2 separate regions of the Podarcis muralis genome follow, and region 2 is linked to region 1. The links are chromatin contacts, called in public Hi-C maps. All regions are on one chromosome and are shown on one strand. Each heading gives the region's core, a stretch centred on a gene start, on an enhancer-like site or on the middle of the called end of the contact. The rest is flanking DNA. Distances are from core to core; before and after follow the strand shown.

Region 1 (5,466 bases), core at 1,597-4,096:
AACATCTCAAAATAAGAATTTTTCCAAAACAAAGTTAGTACAGTGGTACCTCAGGTTACATACGCCTCAGGTTACAGACTCCGCTAACCCAGAAATAGTGCTTCAGGTTAAGAACTTTGCTTCAGGATAACAACAGAAATTATGCTCTGGCGGCGCGGTGGCAGCAGGAGGCCCCGTTAGCTAAAGTGGTGCTTCAGGTTAAGAACAGTTTCAGGTTAAGAATGGACCTACGGAACGAATTAAGTACTTAACCTGAGGTACCACTGTAAGGACAATTTCTGACCAAAAGGGAGACACGAACATAATACACACATAATATACATTATCATTACATTGTCAGCGTCCATCTGAACAAGCCAGCTTCTCCCTATAAAAACACTGTGGATTCCAAGATGCCCCAAATCAGTCACAATCTTAAATCTAACAGGAAAATTGCATACAGATCCTAAATAAACTATCCATTAGTAAGTGTTCCATACAACCTAATTCCCCACTCAGTTTGTATCTGGATTGAACATCACAATTTAGAGCAGCCCAGATGCGGTGCCACAATTTCACCTTCAAAGGATCAGAGTGAAGGCAATCGTGTAGAAAACTCATTGAAACTCCGGGAAGGAATTGACTTTATGGATCTTCAAGAAACCATTCTAAATCCTAACCTTAAGAATTCAATTTTGCTAGTGCGTTCGGCTTTGATCTTTGGTGCTTCAAATCTTTATATCCTCTCCTTTTTGTGTGCATAAATTATAATGTGAGTTTCAAAATGATGCACATCTATAAGCTTTGAATATTGAGTTCATTTTCCCCCCCACAGGTCTTTTTTTTTTTTAAAAAAAAATAATTTTCAAGTTTATACATTTCTACATTTCACTAATTTTACAATCATTTTGACATTTCAAAACTTGACTTCCTTCCCCCTCTTTCTGCGGTTCCTTAAATTTATTTTTAATATCTTCTGCATATCCAAATTAACTTAATTTGCTCATTTACTCATCTTCTTTAAATATATACTCTTATGAAACCGCAGGTTATTACAAGAATCCTGCCAATGTTTTTATCTCTTTACGATTTATCTGTAAATATTCAATAAACCATTTCCATTCTTTTATATATAAAAAAGTTATCTTGATTTCTTATTCTTCCAGTCATTTTCGCTATTTCTGCATATTCCATAAGTTTTTGTATCCATACTTCCTTTGCTGGACATCTGCTTCTTTTCATTTTGGGGCAAGTAACATTCTTGCCTGAATACTGAGTTCATTTTATTATGCCTCCATCTCCCTTCGTGTATTCAACTGGGTGTATATAGAGGTATATGGGACGCGGGTGGCGCTGTGGGTAAAAGCCTCAGCGCCTAGGGCTTGCCGATGAAAGGTCGGCGGTTCGAATCCCCGTGGCGGGGTGCGCTCCCGTTGCTCGGTCCCAGCGCCTGCCAACCTATAGGGACCACTTACCAGCGGGAAGGTAAACGGCGTTCCATGTGCTGCGCTGGCTCGCCGGATGCAGCTTGTCACGCTGGCCACGTGACCCGGAAGTGTCTGCGGACAGCGCTGGCCCCCGGCCTCTTGAGTGAGATGGGCGCACAACCCCAGAGTCTGTCAAGGCTGGCCCGTACGGGCAGGGGTACCTTTACCTTATATAGAGGTATATAGTGCATACACCTATAGGGGTATATTCAGCTACAGTACTTTATACTCAGAATAGCTGCATTCAAACTGATGGGCCCATGAAGCCTCTCCATTTCAACGGGTCTATTCTAGACTAGCCCTAGCATTGGACACAAGCAATAATGTCGCATTTGCAGAGGCAATTGGATGGCCCTCCATCTTGAACATGATTCAGTGGTTTACTCTGGAATAAATCCCACTGAGCTCCACAGGGACACACACACTCTGCACATAACATATTGCAGCAGCCTTAAAAACAAAACAAAGCATAAGAAAGCCGCTTTCAGGAGAGAAAACGGCCGGATCCTGCTCAGTTGACCCCAACTAAGGGAGAGCATATATAGCAGCGACACTCGGAAACATAGCGTGTCAGCGATGCTTTCACAACCTTGTTTAAAGTACACTTTGGGGGTAAAAAGGAGGCATACTTGAAAATAACTTTTTCTAAAACCCGAAACCTTTATTTTAGGAATCCAAGGTCCTGAAATCGCAAGTAAGCAGAAAAGACTATTCATGTATGCAACCACAGATGTTATTGGCCCAGAGATGGAAAGAAGATAAAGACCTGACCAGAGAAAAATGGCAGATCAAGTTGATGGATGATGGCGAAATGGCAAAAATGACTGGAAGAATAAAAAATCAGGAAGACCAAAATTTTAAAAAGAAGGGGGGAAATTAAGAGATTATTTTGAAATTAACTTGAATCAGGAGACAAACTTGAAAGTGGTATGAGATGCAAGTAAAGCAGTGATGAGGGGCTTTTTCATCCAACAAAATGCATATCAAAAGAAAGAAAGAGTTGAAAAAGCAACAACTTTTACAAGAAACAAAATTTTAATAAGGAATGGGGAAAGTTTATAATTTATCTTAAAAACCATCGTAAACACGTAAAACCGTTAGTGGGACTGGAACACTTGTGAATTTTGGACATAAGGGGAGATGTCAAAGATTTGGATCATCATAAAAGATGTGAGAGAAATGATTAACAATAGGACCCACAAAGGGGAGGAGGAGATTATTTGGAATCTTGTATGTTGGCTATGTGATTTTAAGACTTTAATCTGAAAACCAAGTAAATAAATTTTTATATATCTAAAAAAAGAGGCGCACTTGGCCCCTCCAGCTATTCCTACAGGGCTGCGGGCCGCCTCACGGCAGCGCCTGGTTTTGGCGCCAAACGAGTTGCCTCAGCCTTCGGCGCCAGCGCGCGCGCGCACGACCCGGGAGCAGCAAACCGTGAGGGCAAACCGGTCGTCGGCATGGGACTTCGGCGGGTAGGTACAGGCAGAGCCGCACACCTTTGGGCTCCCTCAGGCTCCGCGGAAACGCGAGGCGGTTTTCGGAGAAGCCGGTATAGTGGGGGCGGCGGCGGCCGACTCTCCTCCTCCTCCTCCTCCTGGGCTGCTCTTCCTCAGGCCGGCCAGGGAGCGGCGCTGCTTCCCCGCGGGCGAGGCGGCCGAGCCAGGCGCACGCTCTGCCCGAGCCCTCCTTCCCTGAGAGCCTGAGCAGCCGCCGCCGGGACTGAGGCCGCCGCCGCCGCCGCGGTGGGGGGAGGGAAGGCGAGCGAGTCGCCGAGGCAGGGCGCCGGCCGTCGTCGTCGTCTTCGGAGCGAGAGCGGCAGCCCCTTCCCGCGCCTCCCTCCACGGCTCCAGCCGCCCCCGGAGGCCGCTCGATGCTGCACCTTCCGGAGCTGCATGAGGTAAAAAAAAAGGCGGGCGGGCGAGCCAGAGAGCGAGGCGGCCGCCCCTGGGGTCCGGGTCTCTTGTTGCTGCCGCTGCCGCCGCTTGCTCATCGCCTTCCTCCCCGGCTCTCCCCGCCGGCGTGGCGCGTTTCGACCAGCCGGGAAGACCCTCTGGGCCGGAGGCGGGCGTTCACACGAGGCGAGGGGCTGCAGGAGGGGGTCCTGAGGTGGAAGTTGAGAGAAGTGGATGGAGAGTGGCCTGCGCCCTCCCCTGAGGGAAGCAGCGCCGTCCCTGAGGCGGGGAGGCCAGGCCCGGCCAGGGAGGGAAAGAGTTTTAAGATTTGGCTGGGCGGGGGGAATATGGGGTGGCCGGCTGGGGCTGCGTTGTTTTCGGGGTCCCCCCTCCGCCTGACTCCCTTTCCTCCTCCTCCTCCTCCGGTCGGCTTCCCCGTCTCCTGATAGTTTTGAGGCCTAACTGTTTAGGCCTCGCCTCCTGGCTTCGGTGGAAGAAGTGCCTGTCTCGGGATCGGCTCTATTTTTCTCTCCTCTCCGCAGACCCGTTTCTCGCCCGGGCGCGGAGAGGCGATCTTTCCGTCTTTTCTTTATTTTTTGTTTTTTGTTTTAAAAAATGTTAACATTTCATTGTGAACCGCGAGGCAGCCAAAGTAATCGTGTTGGGCTTCGGAGCAGCCGCCCAATGAAAGGGGAAGGGAGGGAGAGCGCCGGGCTGGACCTGGCGTGGGGATCCGGGGAGACCCCGGTCAGGCGGACTTTAAGCCCTGGGCCTCGCCGCTGCGAAACACAGGGGCCTTCTTTTGAATCGAGGTTTAGAAATGGGGGAGGGAAGGGGAAAAAAGGTTCGGAAAGTCGCCTCTATTCCGCTGAACTTTTGTTTTCTGACCGATAGGGGCCGGTAGAGGACTGTGGAGAAGGAAACTTTATAACCAGCAGCACTAGGATGGATTTCCCATCCACCCAACCAAAGCCTCCTGCCGACGGCAAAATCATCTTCTACCCTCCTGGAGTTAAGGAGATCACAGATAAAATAACGAACGATGAAGTAGTCAAACGTTTGAAGGTAAGATGTTGTTCTTCATTTTAAAATACACCCTTCATCAGGTTTTCTTCTGCGCTCTTCCCATTGCTCTTTCTCCCACCCATTGTCTTACTGGCTTTGAGCAAGCGAAAGATTTGAGATGTTATTGTCACAGTGATTCATCTTGCTTTGTTGCTTAAGGATTGCGCTGTTGTTTTACTCTTGCATCTGCAGCGTTACTTTCATTTTCAAGAGTGTTGTGGGATGCCAGTATGATTTTTTGGAGATAGGACACTTATGATCCTTAAAGCTAGTAGAAAAATCTCTAAAGTTTAAAGGCGAGAGGAGACTGTTTATATAACTTTTAAGAACTCTTGTTCTATTTTTTTCAGAAATGTGGCATAGCTCAAGCATTGCTTGGTTGACAAACTGTTACATAAAATTATCTCTAGTTCCTGTTGATTGTAAAATAGCTGTTTTTCACAAAGTCACTATAATCTTTTGAGATGCTGATGGGATACGTTTAGGAATGCTTTATATGCTGTCACATCTAAGGAAGTAATTGCTGAATGTAGATGTTCTTGAATCATATATTGGGGCTCCACAGATCTCTTCACAGCCTTGCCAATGACAGCTACTCTTCCCAAAGTTTCTGATCAGTTGCAGTTAATATTGGGAAGGTGAACAATGAATCTTCCTGCTTATTTTTGTAGCGTCCCCCCCCCCTTCTGCAAAAGCCTGTTTGGTGTTGGGATGTCACACACTTCACTAAAGAGAGTGGGAAGTAAGGGTGAGATCATTCATTGAAAGGCTAAAGGAAAGATCATTGATGGATTGCCATAGGAATGTTGGTAAGGAAGCAGGGTCTTGGTTCTTATGTCAACCAGGATGCAATCCAGTGGAGCCTTTAGCTCCAGTGAAGAGGGATGCATGAGCTTGGTTATCAAGGCAACTGGACATGTAAGCATTCTGCTTCCCTAAGAAGGGAAAGATTGACAGTGGTTTGGGCAATTGAGTTGTAGTCCTCTGGACCTACAAGCTCTGGGAAACTTTCAGGCGTTAGGGTTCTGGGAAGGCAACAT
Region 2 (5,466 bases), core at 1,818-4,317, 170 kb after region 1:
CTGGAGGAAACTCTTGAGAGTCCCATGGACTGCAAGAAGATCAAACCTCTCCATTCTTAAGGAAATCAGCCCTGAGTGCTCACTGGAAGGACAGATCCTGAAGCTGAGGCTCCAATACTTTGGCCACCTCATGAGAAGAGAAGACTCCCTGGAAAAGACCCTGATGCTGGGAAAGATGGAGGGCACAAGGAGAAGGGGACTACAGAGGACGAGATGGTTGGACAGTGTTCTCGAAGCTACCAGCATGAGTTTGACCAAACTGCGGGAGGCAGTGGAAGACAGGAGTGCCTGGCATGCTCTGGTCCATGGGGTCATGAAGAGTCAGACACGACTAAACGACTAAACAACAACAACAATACACAAGACAAATATGGGACAATTTTGATGTGCTGTTTCCAATAAGACCATCAGTTGTCAGTGGTCAGCTTACCATTATAGTCGCTGTAGCAGTAGCATATTTGCCCCCTCCCCAACACTCTCCGATGTTTGGACAACGCGCTTCCTCACACACCTACAGGCAATGAAATAGTTATTAACACTGTGAGAAGGACATAAAGTGCATTGGCTACAAGGAGTCTCACCACTGTAAAGCTAATGATGAGGTAAGTACTACTGTTACAATGAAAATTATTTCACATGGCAATACCCAATGAGGGTATTGCATGTTGGTACAACCCTGGTCTGCTCTCAAGCTGTTCAGGGAGGGTTTCAATGACAAAGAAAACAATGTGATAACTACTCCAGTGCAAGCTGCTATTGTAACTCTCTGGAAACAAAAGAAAAGTCATAAACACAACAGCTGGGCTCTAAACCTACGGAAGCAAGTCCACTGCAAAGGAATTTACTTTTAACTAAGTGTGCCTATGATGGGAACTTTAACTGCATAAACAACACTCAACAACACAGTAAATCATCTAGTACAATACAGGCATTAGAATTACCGTGTGGAGATTTAAATTTCTCAACGAATTCTTCAATTTGTTATAATTTTTTCCAATTGGAATCTCAGTTTTCAGCCATGGAGGAAGTCGCAGCCTATAAAAAAACCAAAAGCCGTACTTATTTTGCTTTAGCAGGTAATGTTTGTAAGTCTGAGAAATTAACTGACTTTCCACACAGCTGACCTATTTTGTAAACACATCGTTCTACTCATTCTAATGAGGTAATTAAGTTGCTTTAAATACCTTTCTCCTTTCTGACGCTTTAATTCGCCTTTATAGTCTGCCCACTTTGTTTTGTCTGAAAGTTCTCCAGACATAAAGTCTTGCAAATCAGGTCCATTTTGCAAAAGTCCCTTCTGCTCCTCTGGCAATGAGCTTGATGCTCTCCACTGTTTGTGCCGATTGCTTTCACAGGTCTAGGAAAAAGCATATGCACTTTTATTTCCAAATAACACATTTCCAAATAATTTATTAATTTTTTAAATCAAAAGTTACAACACAGCTTTGTCCCCTGCTATATTTGTGCACTTATTTCCAACTAATGAGGTATAAAAGCTTTATCCAGAAGCTGGAATTTGTAGATCATGGGTTGGAAGGGATCACAAGGGTCATCTAGTCCAACCCACTCACTGTGAAAAGTGAGATTACAGGGAACCTGGCAGAGGGCCTTCTTGGTGGCGGCGTCCGCCTTGTGGAACGCCCTCCCACCAGATGTCAAGGAAATGAACAACTATCTGACTTTTAGAAGACATCTGAAGGGAGCCCTGTTTAAGGAAGTTTTTTAAAAAAAAATAATAATTATTGGTTTTTCCATGTATAGATCCTCTAACAATATTCTCTAACAATTTTCCATATTCCCCCCTCACCTGGACTTCCCTCATATTCCCATTTTGTTTTATTTCCAAATTACTCACCCTCCGTGTTGTTTCTCAAAATTTTCCCAATACATATAGTCTTACTTTTTGTTATATACAATTGTTTTTGTTTATTCAAACCCTGCCAGTGAGTCCAATTCTTTATGATGTCTCTTCATATATGTTGTAAATGATTCCCATTCTCTTTTAAAATCTTTGTTATCCTTTTCATGTAATTTATCTGTTAATTTTGCCAGTTCTGCATATTCCATAAGTTTCCCTTGCCATTGTTCTTTTGTTGGTATTTCACTGAAGGCAGCCCTGTTTAGGGAAGCTTTCAGTTTAATAGGTCATTGTATTTTAGTGTTTTGTTGGAAGCCGCCCAGAGTGGCTGGGGAAACCCAGCCAGATGGGCGGGGTAGAAATAATAAATTATTATTGTTGTTGTTGTTGTTGTTGCTGTTATTTCTTCTGTCTTCCAAGCTTGTGCTAATATAATTCTTGCCGCTGTTGTTGCATACATAATTTCCATTTTTCTTTTTTTAAATCTTGATCTAGAATTCCTAGGAGGAATGCTTCTGGTTTCTTGGGAAGCTTTTAATGTTTGATGTTTTATTGTGTTTTTAGTGTTTTGTTGGGAGCCGCCCAGCGTGGCTGCGGAAACCTAGCCAGATGAGCGGGGTATAAATTATTATTATTATTATTATTATTATTATTATTATTATTATTATTAAGACCAGGGTTCGAATCCCCACTCGGCGGTGAAGCTCGCTGGGGGCGACCTTGCGGGCCAATGACTAATCGCTCCTTCGCCTAGCCTACCTCGCAGGGTTGATGTGCGAGGAGGGGAACCACGCAAACCGCCTTCCGCTCCTGGGGGGGGGTGTTAAAAGTGGCCTATAAATGCCATTAGCAAGTAAATAAATGATAATATTGGGGGCAGGGATTCTCCCAGAGGGAAGGTACCAGGGAAAAGGGCTACACACAAGCCTATCCCTCCTCCCCCCCATATGCTCACCAGCCTCCCCAGTGACGTCAGCCTCCTCAGGTTCTCCCGGGGGAAGCCTAGGTGGAGCAGAGCCATGTCGTCTCGACCCCGACTCCTTCCTCAGGCTCGATGTACTCGGCGCTCGCCTACCTTCCCCTTTCCTCCTGCCGTTTGGGCTCGGAGACGATTGCTGTCGCCTTCCGGCGCCTTGACGCCCCACCCCGCGGAACGCGCTGGCGTCACGCCGCACGGGGTTCAAGACCGTGGTGACGTACGACGCTCTTCCTTTCCTCCTCTCCGCGAACAAGGAGGTGAGGCCCGGCTTTCTTTTTTCCTGGCGAGGTGAGGGGCGGTATCCGGTTCCATCCGGGGCGCCGCGGCTGCCTCTTGCCCCGAGCGCCCCGCGGAGGCCGCGGGCAGGGCTCAGAGAATGAAACGGGCGTCGCTCCGAGGTTGGGTTCGGCGGGGGCTCCTGAGAGGGAGGCCTAGAAGCAGCCGCCCCCCCTTCCCCTCAACGGCTTTGGTCTCTCTCGCGCGCCCCGGCTTCGTGTGCGCCTGCGTAAACTGATGCCGGGTGAAGCGGGGGGGGGGTCCTCGTTTTTACGGCGCGCCCCTAAGAAGGCTGCTTTCGTGGCAGAGATTATTTCAGCGCAAAATTGCACGGCTGCTTTCTCAACCTTGCTTTTTATGTTGGATTACAAGTCCCGTCACGCTTCTCCACTGGCTGTGCTGGCTGGGAATTATGGGAGTTGTAGTTCAACGAGGTCTAGGGACCCAAGGCCAAGAAAGGCTGCAGGCTCTCTGCTTCAGCAGCGTTACTTTAAGGTTTCCCAGAGCTGAAAGTGCCGGTTTTGCTTCCTGCCTTCTGCAATAATATATAGTGGGGTTTTTTTGTCATGCCAGGGAGTTCTCGCTAGGCCTAGGAAAAGTTTAAGCCAGGGTGGCTGTCTGAATGTTGCTGCACTTCTCATTATTATCTCTTGCCATTGGACATGCTAGTAACATCTGGAGTGCCACAGCTTAGCCACCCCTGGTATAAGCACTGTGTGAAGAGGAGCATGCTTTTTATATGGCCTTTGAGATTGGTAATAGGAGTGGGAAGTGATGGTGGCAGGGGGAAGTATTGGTTAAAGCAGAACTTTCCAAGCACTGTCTTAACAAATTAGTGTGTTAGCTGCAGTGTGTTGGTGTGTCGCACGAACGCTCCCTGCACTCATTCCAGCGATGGAAAGGGGTTGGCTTAACCTCCAGTTTGCTAGTAAAACTGAATTACATTGTCACAAAATGATGCATGTCTAAAAAGTGTGAAACCAGCGTGAAAAGTTTGGAAAGCTCTGGGTTAAATCTTTTGCGGGGCCAATGCAGTTGATCATAATAGTTTTAGTAATATTTCTCCGTTTTGGGGGTGCTCTGTGGCAGTTTGTTTCCTGGGGTAAAATTCTAAAAGAACCTAAACAACTTCAATCCAAAGCTCAACAACTTCGGGGTAAAAATCCTAACAACTTTGGTTGGCCCTCACAGCCTTTCACTTCATCAAATTTGTCCCTCTTTGAAAAAAGTTTGGACACCACTGATCTAAATTGATGTTAAAGCCACAACACAAGGGTGTTGCAAAGGGTGTGGTCCAGGTGATATCAGTATCATGTTAAACCTGAAGTTTTTCATTTTGCTTTTCCTGTTAGATTTAAAATGAAGACCATTCTCAGTAACCAGACGGTCGACATCCCAGAAAAAGGTATGTGCATCCACTTGGATGTTTTTACTTTTGGTACTGCCTCACACCCCCCCCAATACCCCAAAATCTTTAATGTTCTTATCACTTGAAGTTGCTGTATGTTGTGCTAATGTTTAATTATCTTCATCCAGTCGAGGTTCGTTTGAAGGGACGGACAGTTATTGTCAAGGGCCCCAGAGGAACCCTGCGAAGGGACTTTAATCATATCAATGTGGAACTCTCTCTCTTGGGAAAGAAACGCAAGAAGGTGAGCAATTTGTGGGTATTGTGAGCGGTACTGTATATCATGTTTCTGCTGACAAGGGAAGCTGTTGGCCCTCTGCAATGTTTTCAGATTCCATGTTAGCTTTGTATTCTCAGTAATGGTTGCTGGGTTCTATGGCTAGAATTTCACGTTTGCTGGTAGATGTGTCAGTTTGTGAAGCACTGCACCAAGGGGGCAGTTGGCTGTGGAAAACCAGTAGGTGGGAGGAGGGACTTAATCCTTTCCTTTCCAATTTTTTTCTTTACAAACTTCATCTCCGAGCTGCTTTTCTTTGGGAGAGTTGCACAGGGAAAGTGGCAGGCAGAAAGGCTTAGTATCTGTTTACTGTTTTTCAGTGCTTTGGAGCAGACCTGTGTACTGTAAAACATGTAATCTTAACTTTTTGAAAGTGAAACATGCACTTATTTAAGATCCATATGTACTTATTTACAGAGGTTTCTAAGCAGTTTATGGAGACAAAGGGTACTTTTGGGTGTTTTTTTCTGATAAATGAACCTCTTGCATATGATGTTTCAAGTGTGAGATTTCCAGAGGACGTTGTTGCATCCTACAGCACAGCCAGTTAGTCTGCAAGAAAAATGAGTCCCCCGTTTTTTGTTTCAGGTGCAAAAATGCTTGTGGCTGATTCATGTTAAAATAAACTATGATGATAGGCAGTGGACTAGATCAAGACATTTGGTGCT

The links. Hi-C and Micro-C count contacts between places; a contact is called where the count stands out from the background.
Region 2: a Hi-C map of tail shows a contact between it and region 1, with 2.8 times the contacts expected there. The contact joins the promoter of LIAS here to the promoter of PDS5A in region 1. A contact is called at or near these places in 2 of 3 Hi-C or Micro-C datasets (blood and tail).

What each region holds. Positions count from the first base shown.
Region 1 is chr9:60,645,988-60,651,453 of rPodMur119.hap1.1, forward strand. PDS5A (PDS5 cohesin associated factor A) reads left to right here and starts at 2,847. Exons shown (of 34, transcript XM_077934377.1): 1 at 2,847-2,941; 2 at 4,256-4,426. The coding sequence starts at 2,927.
Region 2 is chr9:60,812,883-60,818,348 of rPodMur119.hap1.1, forward strand. It overlaps LIAS (lipoic acid synthetase), which reads right to left and starts at 3,068. Exons shown (of 11, transcript XM_077934381.1): 1 at 2,934-3,068; 2 at 1,185-1,357; 3 at 942-1,035; 4 at 431-511. The coding sequence starts at 1,258. It overlaps RPL9 (ribosomal protein L9), which reads left to right and starts at 2,999. Exons shown (of 8, transcript XM_028745257.2): 1 at 2,999-3,094; 2 at 4,466-4,518; 3 at 4,650-4,765. The coding sequence starts at 4,473.